Regions from separate parts of the Sus scrofa genome. Here regions 1 and 3 are each linked to region 2. A link is a contact called in public Hi-C data. All regions are on one chromosome and are shown on one strand. The core of a region is the stretch at or near the end of the contact, and the rest is flanking DNA. Distances in the headings are between cores, read along the strand shown. Region 1 holds the start of POLR2A (DNA-directed RNA polymerase II subunit RPB1). Region 2 holds the start of NAA38 (N-alpha-acetyltransferase 38, NatC auxiliary subunit). Region 3 holds the start of TMEM102 (transmembrane protein 102).

Region 1 (3,243 bases), core at 395-2,894, 330 kb before region 2:
TCTCCTTTGTGTGTGTGAGTTATGCGGTCACCAAGGCCCATCCCGCCCTGGTGTGCGCCGTCCTGCATTCTGAGGTGGTGGTGGCCCTGATGCTGCAGTATTACGTGCTCTATGAGACCGTGGCACCTTCGGACATCATGGGGGCAGGGGTCGTGTTGGGCAGCATTGCCATCATCACTGCCCAGAACCTCAGCTGTGAGAGGGAAGGGCAAGTGGAGGAGTGAGATCGAACCTGAGAGCCTGGGGGTGGGGGGTGGGCAGGGGTAAATATAAGGAAAGACTGGAATACAAACATGTGAAAGAACTGGTGTGGGAGAAGGACACCCCTTGGAGTCAAGGGTGACCCGGGGACTTGGTAGGAGGTAGGAAGGGACTACCTAGAAAACCTGGAACCAGCCTGGAGATCAACATATTTGGAATCTAGGCTGGGGCTTGGGATCAGGGCAGAACTAAGGGGTGACATCTGAAGAGCAGATCAAAGGGGCTGAAGCAGGTAGGCCATGAGCCACTGGGAGGATTTTTCCCTCGGCAGCAGAGAGAGAAGAGCACTGGGGCTGGAGTGACTGGGGCTTTCAGGCAGATCAAGCAGCTGTGCTGGCGGAAGGGAGTATGCCTTTTTTTTTTCCCCTCTGAGCGTTGGTTTCCCTTCCTCGTGGTTATGCTCCCCCCTCCCACCTTGGTGTGGTGACGTGATATTGACATCAAACAAGGATCACTCTGAATGTGGCTCTGCAGTTGGTGTCATCTCTGCTTTGGAAGGACAGTGGAAGTCCTACCCCCTGCTCTTATTGGAGAATCCCTTAGGATCCTCACACACCTCTACCACCATCTTATTTTTGAGATATTCTAGAAGGGGGAGGATTTCCTCATGTTCAGAGGCTTTGACCCCGAGTTCCCCAGGACTTCTGCGTCCCGCCCCATGGCTAATCTGCTTTTCCTGGATTGTCGCGGTCCCGTGATCTCTCCCGGATAGTGGCCAGCGTCCTTCCGGAGCAGGCCTCTGAGCTGAGGCCTCTGGCAGCGGCGCAGGCCGGAGATCCTAAACCAGAGCCCCGGACAGCGCTCCGTCAGAGGCCTGGAAATGTCCACTCGTCTCAGGAGGCCGCTCGACATATATCAGCTACTTCCGGACAAGCAATTGGCCTCGCCATCTTGACCTGTTCTTGCATATTCAGCGCGACTACTGCATATTCATGACCAAGGACGGCCCCCAGCACTCCCCCCTTCGGGAACCTACTTGGGAGGATCCGACCGGCCCCGCCTCCTTCATTACCGATTCTCAGAACAGACCATTTTCCAGTGAAGGGGGTGACATGAATGAGAAACTTTGGCTGAAAATGAAACCTCACTCGGAACGAGAATAAAAGCGGCCTATATTTACCCTTGATCCTTTAAACCTTAAACCTCAGTGTAGGAGGGAGGAGGGAGGGGAGGCGACGGGATAAAAACCGTTCCCTTCCCCCTTGTCATTTCAAAAGGTCACCCCAACCAGGGAGCCGGGGAGGGAGGATCAACGCCTCAAGCGCGCGCCCCGTGCACGCCGGCGCAGGCGGCCCCGTAGCGCAAAGGAGGGCGGGAAAGGAAGGGGCGGGGGAATGCCGGGGCGAATCTATAAAGGGCGTCATTCGGCCGGTTCGCTCCTCAGAAGCGCCGAGAGCGCGGCCGGGACGGTTGGAGAAGAAGGCGGCTCCCGGAAGGGGGAGAGACAAACTGCCGTAACCTCTGCCGTTCAGGAGCCTGGTTACTTATTTATTCGTTACCCTTTTTCTTCTTCCTCCCCCAAACCTTTCCCTTTCCCCTCCTCTTTTTTTTTTCTTTTCGGGAGACGAAAAACCTCCGGAAAGGCGGAGGAGAGCTCCTTTCGCCCCTTTTCGTTTCCCCGCCTACTTCCCTCCCCCACCTTTCCCTCCTCCGGCTTTTTCCTCCCAACTCGGGGAGGTCCTTCCCGGCGGCCGCCCCGACGGGGTCTGAGCACCTAGGTGGAGGCGGCGCAGGCTTTTTGTAGTGAGGTTTGCGCCTGCGCAGCGCGCCTGCCTCCGCGATGCACGGGGGTGGCCCCCCCTCCGGGGACAGCGCATGCCCGCTGCGCACCATCAAGCGAGTGCAGTTCGGCGTCCTCAGTCCGGATGAACTGGTAAGCGGCTCTACCCTCCCACTCTTTCTCCCTCCCGCGCTGCGGGCGGAGCTTGACTGCAGCTGCGGAAACTTGGCGCTGCTCGCTGGCCCAGCGTGGCTGGCGGGGCAGATGGGTTAGCGGCGCCAAGGCATTGCAGAGTCCAGCTTCCCGGCCTCCCCAGAGTTAAGTTTTCCTAGGGGTCAGCAAGCTTAGCGCTGTTCCGGGCTGGGGGCCTGGCCGCGAGAGGGGCTGGAGGGTGAGAAGGAGGAAGAGACCGACCTTAAACGAGATCACACGGATCCTAGGGGGCCTTCGCAAGTTTGGATGAGAAGCCGAGCCCCAGATTTTTTTCCCTCCCCCTTCTACATGTATTAATTGAGCACCTGCTACGTGATAGACATAACAGACGGTGGGGACGCCGAGCCGAACAAGACAAGGACCCTGCCTCCTAGAGCACATTCTTTGGGAAGGGGCAGGGGAGACAGCCAGTAAACACGAATAAATGAATGAGCAAGATCATTCTGTGAATGGCAAGTGCCTTGAGTGAAGTGAAACGGTTTAATGCGATGGAGAGCCATCGAGGGAGAGCTACTTTGGATGGGGTGGTGTCAGGGTCTGGGAAGGCCTGTCTGAGGCGGTGACATTACCCAAAATATGAGAAGCAGCCAGTCTCTGGGTCCATGGATTCTAGGACAAGAGCTCTTTAGGGAGAGGAAAGAGCAAGTGCAAAGGGCCTGAGGGAGGGATTAACTTGATGTGCCCTGTGGGCTGAAAAGCGGTCAGTTTAAGTGGGTGAGGAGAGTATTATAAAATGGGCTGGAGGAACTCCAGCGTCTAGTTTACATACTTCTGGTCAGCAGTGTTTGGAATAAGCGAATATTGGGTGTCCATGTTAAAAAGAAAGCAAAACATCTTTTTTTGGAGGAAAAAATAAAATGGGCCAGAGAAGCATGAGGTGGGACAGGCCAGGTGGGGTGTCGTCAATTGTGGTAAAGCATCTGGATCTCATTCTCTTTTTTCAGTAGGAAGCCATTGGAGAATTATAAGCAAGAGAGTGACATCGAGTTTACATTAAAGAGAAAAAAAAAAAACTTACAGGAGTTCCCGTCGTGGCTCAGTGGTAACGA
Region 2 (3,256 bases), core at 42-2,541:
GGAGGTGTGCAATCCTTGCCCCCCGCATCCCAACCACACACAGACACAGGCCATGTCAGTGACAGGTTTAATGAAGTTTGAAAGGCATGCGCGGTCGGGCTCAGAGATAGGGAGGCCCCGCCAGGCTCTCTCTTTGCACCTCAATAGAAACGATGTGGTGTCCAGGTACCATAGCTAGGCCCAGCACACGGGGTTCCCCGGCAGAGAAGGAATCTGGAAAGAAGGATCAGAGCATCAGGGAGGCAGGCCAGCGTCGGTCCCGCCCCTTCTGAGCTACAGCTTCTGGCCCCCGAAAATGAGGGATACAGCCAGGCCCTGAAGGGGAAATGCTCCGAGGCATTCCCAGGCGGGTATGCATTCCCCAGGCACTGACCCGACGGCTTGAGGAACTCCTGCGCCGAGCCTAGGATAACATTGCAGTCGCGGTCGGTGCAGAGGAAGCAACCGACCAGTGTCCGTCCATCTGTCATGCGAATCCGCATAGTCTTGTTGAGCAGCGCCTCCAGCTGCTGCCTAGCGCGCGCAGACGGCGAGTCTTCGCGCTCCCCGTCTGAGTCCTGCGCGGGGCGGGACATGTGCTCAGACCGCACCGCCCCGGCTGCTGCCCGCCCGAGGAACCACAGCTCCCAACAGCCCGCGGGGCGCTCGCAGGAAGCCCAGAGGCTGCCGGGAGCTGCAGTTCTCCCTCCGTCCTCCCACTTTACTCCCCGACGGCCCCTCAATCCCAGAACCCGAGCCCGCGCTAACCCCGGCGCTGGAGCTGCTTTGACGCCGGCTGCAACAGCCATTCTCCTCTCGTAGCAGCATAGTTGGTCCAGCTCCGGCCATTTGTCCGCGGGCCTCCTCCAGGCCCTTCAACTTGCTGAGAACCTTTCGGCTCCGGGGGGTCTGAGATCTCGCGAGCGCTCCCGACCTGTTTTCTTTCGCGAGATCACCTCCCCTCCTCGTCTCCTCGGCAACTGCAGAGATCTCGCGAGCGTCTCCTGCTTCGGCGAACGGCTCGCTGAGGTCTAGGTCGCCGGATGTCCTCAGATATCGCGAGAAGTTTTCACCTCTCTCGGTTCTTACATATCCTTTAGGAACCCTGGAAGGAAGCGAGAATACCTTTTTTCTTAATCGCACTCCCCACTCCCTTGTTTTTCTGCCTCGCGAGATAGTACGTCCCAAGCACTCCCTATAGCCCAGGCCACTCAAAATTAAAACGGAGGGTCTTTTCCTCCCCCCGGAACTCCGGAGGACACCACTCAATTACTTCAACGTCGGAATCGGACCACGTTTCCCGTGAGCCCCACCTCGCCCTCACAGCGTCTGATCTTGACAGACGGTGGCCGGAAAAGGACAATGGTTTCCATGTCAGCGGATAAACGCCCTCTCCTTAGTTCCCGGACGAGAGGGAGGATGCGGTAGTGAGTGCGCGCTGAAAAGCAAGAGCGCAACTGAAGGAGCCGGTGAGAGGGCGAGAGCCATGCTGCGCCGGGGCCTAGTGGCCGGGCCAGACTTTGAGTATTTCCAGCGTCGCTATTTCACGCCGGCCGAGGTGGCCCAACACAACCAGCTGGAAGACCTCTGGGTGTCTTACCTGGGAAACGTGTACGACCTGACGCCGTTGGCACAGGAGTACAAGGGTAAGGGCTGCACTTTTGGGCCGGCGTCGGGCGTGCGTTTGGGGGTGCTTGGTTCTTGGGTGTCTAGCACTGACACGAATGCCCCTTCCCAGGAGACCTGCTGCTGAAACCCATCGTGGAAGTTGCGGGCCAGGACATCAGCCACTGGTTCGACCCAGACACCGGAGACGTGAGTTCTGCTGGAACCTGGGGTTGGGGGGAGGGGCACTGTAGAGCGGGGACGAGGCGGAGGGGCTGACCGGAGCCCGAGATAGTGACTGCTCAGACCCCCCTCCGCCAAACCCTACTTTAAAGATCCGCAAGCACATAGATCCGCTGACCGGTTGCCTGAGATACCGCACCCCCTGGGGCCGCTTTCTGCACGTGCCACCTCAGCTGCCGCGTTCGGACTGGGCCAATGATTTCGGGAAGCCTTGGTGGCAGGGGTCGCGTTACGAGGTGGGGCGGCTGTCCGCCAAGACCCGGACTATCCGCATCATTAACACGCTCACGTCGCAGGAACACACGCTGGAGGTGAGAACTGGTGCCTGGGGGCAGGTGAGAAGGAACTGGGAGTCCCAGCAAACCTCCTCGCAGATCTGCAGGCCAGCAGCTCTCCGTAACTAGTGGCAGCTGTATTTTTTTTCCGCTTTTACGGGTGACCAAGGGAAGAAGACGACCATGTAGGTCCCCGGGGTTAGCAATTCGAGGAGTGGCTGAGCCACAAGGTGTGAGAGACTCCCTCAGAAGTCCAGGGTAGTTTGGGCGTCGTAGTTTGGTCCTCCCAAGTTCATGTTGAATTTTGAACAGCAGTTGCAGGTGGACTCTCTTATTAGCCTGCTCTATTGTGGAGATGAGGTGAGGGGGCAGTGACTTTAGGGCCAACTGTTTATTAGAAGTGGCTGCCCTAAAGGCTGGTAGGATTTGGGGGCCATTCATTGCATGCTGGAGCTCCATCTTTATTTCTGGGACTGTGGAATGCCTTAAGCCACTATCGGCCAAGGGAAGCACTCTGATCCCAGCTCTATCATCTTTGGGGCTCCTGGCCTTTGCTTTGCTTTGTGTGTGTGTGTGCGCGCGGCGCGCGGCGCGCGCGCGAGCTGTATGCACATGGGTGCTTTCCACTCAGGAGACTGGGGGTGGGCTGCTTTTCTGTTCTCCAGGTGGGGGCTCTGGAATCATTGTGGGAAATCCTACACCGCTATCTCCCCTATAATGCACATGCCGCCAGCTACACATGGAAATATGAAGGGAAGAACCTGAACATGGATGATACCCTGGAAGACAACGGTATCTGGGATGAGGAGGAAGAGCTTGATTCTCTCGATGTGGACAGTACACACCATACACCTGCGTTGCTCCTCTACTTCAATGATGACCTCACCGAGCTATAGGGCGGGAGATGGATGCTTATGTAGAGTCAAGACATTTTGAGTTTAGCTGTTTCTGTGCCCCTTAGGAAAAGAGGTGGGAATGGGGTGTGTGTGTTGGGGGGGGGGTGTGTGCGCGTGCACGCGCGGCTAGACTTCTGTTCCACTCTGGGAGCTGGCCTGTGGTTTCCAGGCCCTGCTGAAGCGTAAAGGTCCTACTCCTCCGCTTCATTACAATTTACTTTGAGAAAGTTGGGGAGAATGCCAGAAGTGAAGTAGTTT
Region 3 (3,187 bases), core at 49-2,548, 370 kb before region 2:
CTGTGGCTGTGGTGTAGGCCAGCAGCTACAGCTCTAATTAGACCCTAGCCTGGGAACCTCTGTATGCCACAGGCGTGGCCCTAAAAAGACAAAAAAAAAAAAAAAAAAAAAGAATTCCTGGCATAGCATGAATTGGTCTGATCTGTGAGCCTACCTCTGGTTTCCTATCTTTCTGTCCTATTTTTCTGGCTCCTAGTTTTATCCTGGACTTAAACTGTGCTCATGATAGCACTGGTCACTGAAAGCAATTTCCTTCCCCTGATAATTTTCCATTGTCCTGCTCTAGCCCAGCTGGGAGGTTCCTCTGGACTTGATCTTCAGTCCTGGTAACTCTTCCGTGTATACAGATGAGCTGCAAGATTCCAAAGTGTTTTCCCTGCCACCATTCATGTGTGTCGGAGGCGGGCATCGCTCATATATGTCCCTTCCCTGAGTTGGATGTCCATCCCTGGGTCGCTACCTGTATGGTCTTAACTAACACTTCTATCATCAATTCCAAGTGCTATGTCCCCATGCAGCTGGAGAGTCCCCTTCCAACACCTCTCTGGCTCGGCTCTGACCTTGGACAAGTCATGTGCAAGGCTTTCAAGGCTATTGTCTCATCTCTAAAACGAAATGCGAGGAGTTCCCCTCGTGGCTCAGTGGTTAACGAATTCGACTAGGAACCATGAGGTTGCGGGTTCGATCCCTGGCCTTGTTCAGTGGGTTAAGGCTCCGGCGTTGCCATGAGCTGTGGTATAGGTCGCAGACATGGCTCAGATCCTGCGCTGCTGTGGCTCTGGTGTAGGCCGGCGGCTACAGCTCCGATTTGACCCCTAGTCTGGGAACCTCCATGTGCTGCGGGAGCAGCCCTAGAAAAGCAGAAAGAGAAAAATAAAATAAAATAAAATGAAGTGAGAACTGAATGGAAGAACCCTTCTAGATTTAGGTGACCAGGACTCCTCTACTGACACGTGAGACTTAAAGGCCCTTGTTTCTCCCCAGGCCCTAGGGTACGTCCCCCACAGTTTTTATTTTATTTTATTTTTTGGCATTTTAGGGCCACACCTGTGGCATATGGAGGTTCCCAGGCTAAGGGTCGAATCAGAGCTGTAGCCGTCGGCCTACACCACAGCCACAACAACGCGAGATCTGAGCCGCATCTGCCACCTACACCACAGGCTCACAGCAACGCCGAATCCTTAACCCACTGAGCGATGCCAGGGATCGAACCTACATACTCATGGATCCTAGTTGGTATCGTTAACTGCCGAGCCACGAAGGGAACTCTTGTCCCCATTATTGTTTGCTATTCAGATCCATCCTATTACACCTCCGCTCTAACTCCACGAGTTTGAGTGGGGTTGACCTGGGCTTGGAAAGACACAGAACAGTTTATCGCCATAGAAACTACAACTTCCATCAGGCACTTCTTCAACGGAACAGGAAAGGATGTGGGGGCGTGGCCCCAACGCCCTGGTAGCTTGGAAGACAAACTACAACTCCCAGGATGGCCTTGAGATCTCAGTCGAGCGAAAAAAAGGAGTGAACTCGGCTGGAGGCTGGGCGGGGCCCGAACCGCCCCGACAGCCTCCAGAAAGGGGCGTGATCGTAATTTAGGGGCGTGGCCTCGTGGGCAGCAGGAAGAAGTTACCTGTTGACTCGCTCTATCCATTTTTTTTTCTCCCCCGGCCCTTGCAGCTACCCGTAAGAGGGAAGCCGCAAACCACAAGCCTCTTCCGAAAAAGAGGTAAGGGGAGGTAGACAAGGGCGGCGGAGGAGACTGGCTATTGCATTCCGCAGGAGGGCTCCAACAGCTACTTTTTACCTGCTGAGTCAGGTGAACCGGTCCATCGGGGCGGGGACCAGCATATGAGAAAAGGAAAAGGACATAGGAGGTATTTATTTGTTCGTTTTCCAGACTAAATTTAGAGCCCTTCACCTGCAGACCCCAGTGCTCGGAAAAAGAGAAAAAACGGGGGCGACTTCTCTGCAGCAGAAGGAGAGACCTGTCTGGGCTTCCCTCCGTCGGTGTACCTCCTAGCCGCCCCCCCCAAAAGACAGAATGGCTTCCGCCGTCTGGGGGAGTGCTCCTTGGTGGGGCCCACCGCCCCCAGCCCCAGCCCGGCCGCTCACGGACATAGACTTCTGCTCTGGTGCCCAGCTGCAAGAACTAACCCAGCTGATCCAGGAGCTGGGTGTGCAGGAGAGCTGGAGTGACGGGCCCAAGCCGGGACCAGACCTCCTCCAGGCTAAGGACTTTGTTTTCTCTTTGCTGGGTAAGTAACCCTAACCTTTGGCAGCTCTCAGCCCCGCCCCGCCCCAGCTTTGGTTCACGCCCTCACGATCCCTTCTCTTTCCTTAGGTCTCATTCACCGTCGGGACCCTCGCTTTCCTCCCCAGGCAGAGCTCTTGCTGCTTCGTGGCGGAATTCGCGAGGGCTCCCTGGATCTGGGGCCTACGCCTCTAGGTCCCTACGCCCGGGGACCTCACTATGACACCGGCTTCACGCTCCTGGTGCCCGTGTTTTCACTAGACGACACTGGCAGGAGCTGCAACTGGACGTGGGATCCTGTTACGCATGGGTCTGCCTCCCAGAGCAGGTACGCGGAGCCTCCATCAGGGAGGCATGGCAGGATTGCCTAGGACCCCCAGTCCCCGGAGAAGGTGATTCCATCCACCCAACCCAAAGTGAAGAAAGTCTCAAGGACCCGAAAACCTCTGTGGACCAGCCGCACGGTGACGTCACTGATCCTGAGGCACACGAGTCTTTGGAAAAATCACCTAGTAACGTTTCAGTGCCAGAGTCGCCTCAGCAAGACGCAACCGATGTTGGCTTTCCCTCACCATTGAAAAAAACGAATGGTGACGTCACCAAAGCAGCCGACGTTAGCCCAATGCCACAGCCCCAGCCGTCGGAGGCTCGGGAGGCATGGCCCACATTGTGTCCCGCCCAGGTGGCTGCCTGGTTCTTGCTTCGCTGGCTGCGGTCGCTGAGTCCCTGCTCCCGGTCCCAGGTGCCCCGCGCTTGGTTCACGCAGCCCGCCACGCTGGGTACACCACCATCCTGCTGGCTACGCCCGGGCCCCCGCGCCGACTCCTGCTTTTCGACCTGATCCCTGTGGTGTCCGTGGCCGGCTGGCCCGAGGGGGCTCGGAGCCACTCGTGGGCCGGCCCGTTGGCCACGGAGTCGTCCTCCTTCTACCTG

The links. A called contact is a pair of places that touch in the nucleus more often than the background predicts.
Region 1: a contact with region 2 is called in a Hi-C map of liver, with 4 times the contacts expected there. The contact joins the promoter of POLR2A here to the promoter of NAA38 in region 2. A contact is called at or near these places in 3 of 47 Hi-C or Micro-C datasets (liver and skeletal muscle).
Region 3: a Hi-C map of liver shows a contact between it and region 2, with 4 times the contacts expected there. The contact joins the promoter of TMEM102 here to the promoter of NAA38 in region 2. A contact is called at or near these places in 1 of 5 promoter capture datasets (liver) and 2 of 47 Hi-C or Micro-C datasets (liver and skeletal muscle).

What each region holds. Positions count from the first base shown.
Region 1 is chr12:52,778,189-52,781,431 of Sscrofa11.1, forward strand. POLR2A (DNA-directed RNA polymerase II subunit RPB1) reads left to right here and starts at 1,645. Exons shown (of 31, transcript XM_021067825.1): 1 at 1,645-2,134. The coding sequence starts at 2,042. SLC35G6 (solute carrier family 35 member G6) reads left to right here. Exons shown (of 3, transcript XM_003483096.4): 3 at 1-1,387. The coding sequence ends at 224.
Region 2 is chr12:53,111,196-53,114,451 of Sscrofa11.1, forward strand. It overlaps NAA38 (N-alpha-acetyltransferase 38, NatC auxiliary subunit), which reads right to left and starts at 1,292. Exons shown (of 4, transcript XM_013990020.1): 1 at 1,253-1,292; 2 at 748-1,084; 3 at 374-557; 4 at 54-213. The coding sequence starts at 828. The coding sequence ends at 101.
Region 3 is chr12:52,737,644-52,740,830 of Sscrofa11.1, forward strand. It overlaps TMEM102 (transmembrane protein 102), which reads left to right and starts at 1,299. Exons shown (of 9, transcript XM_021067827.1): 1 at 1,299-2,258; 2 at 2,345-2,523; 3 at 2,526-2,949; 4 at 2,952-3,187. The coding sequence starts at 2,045.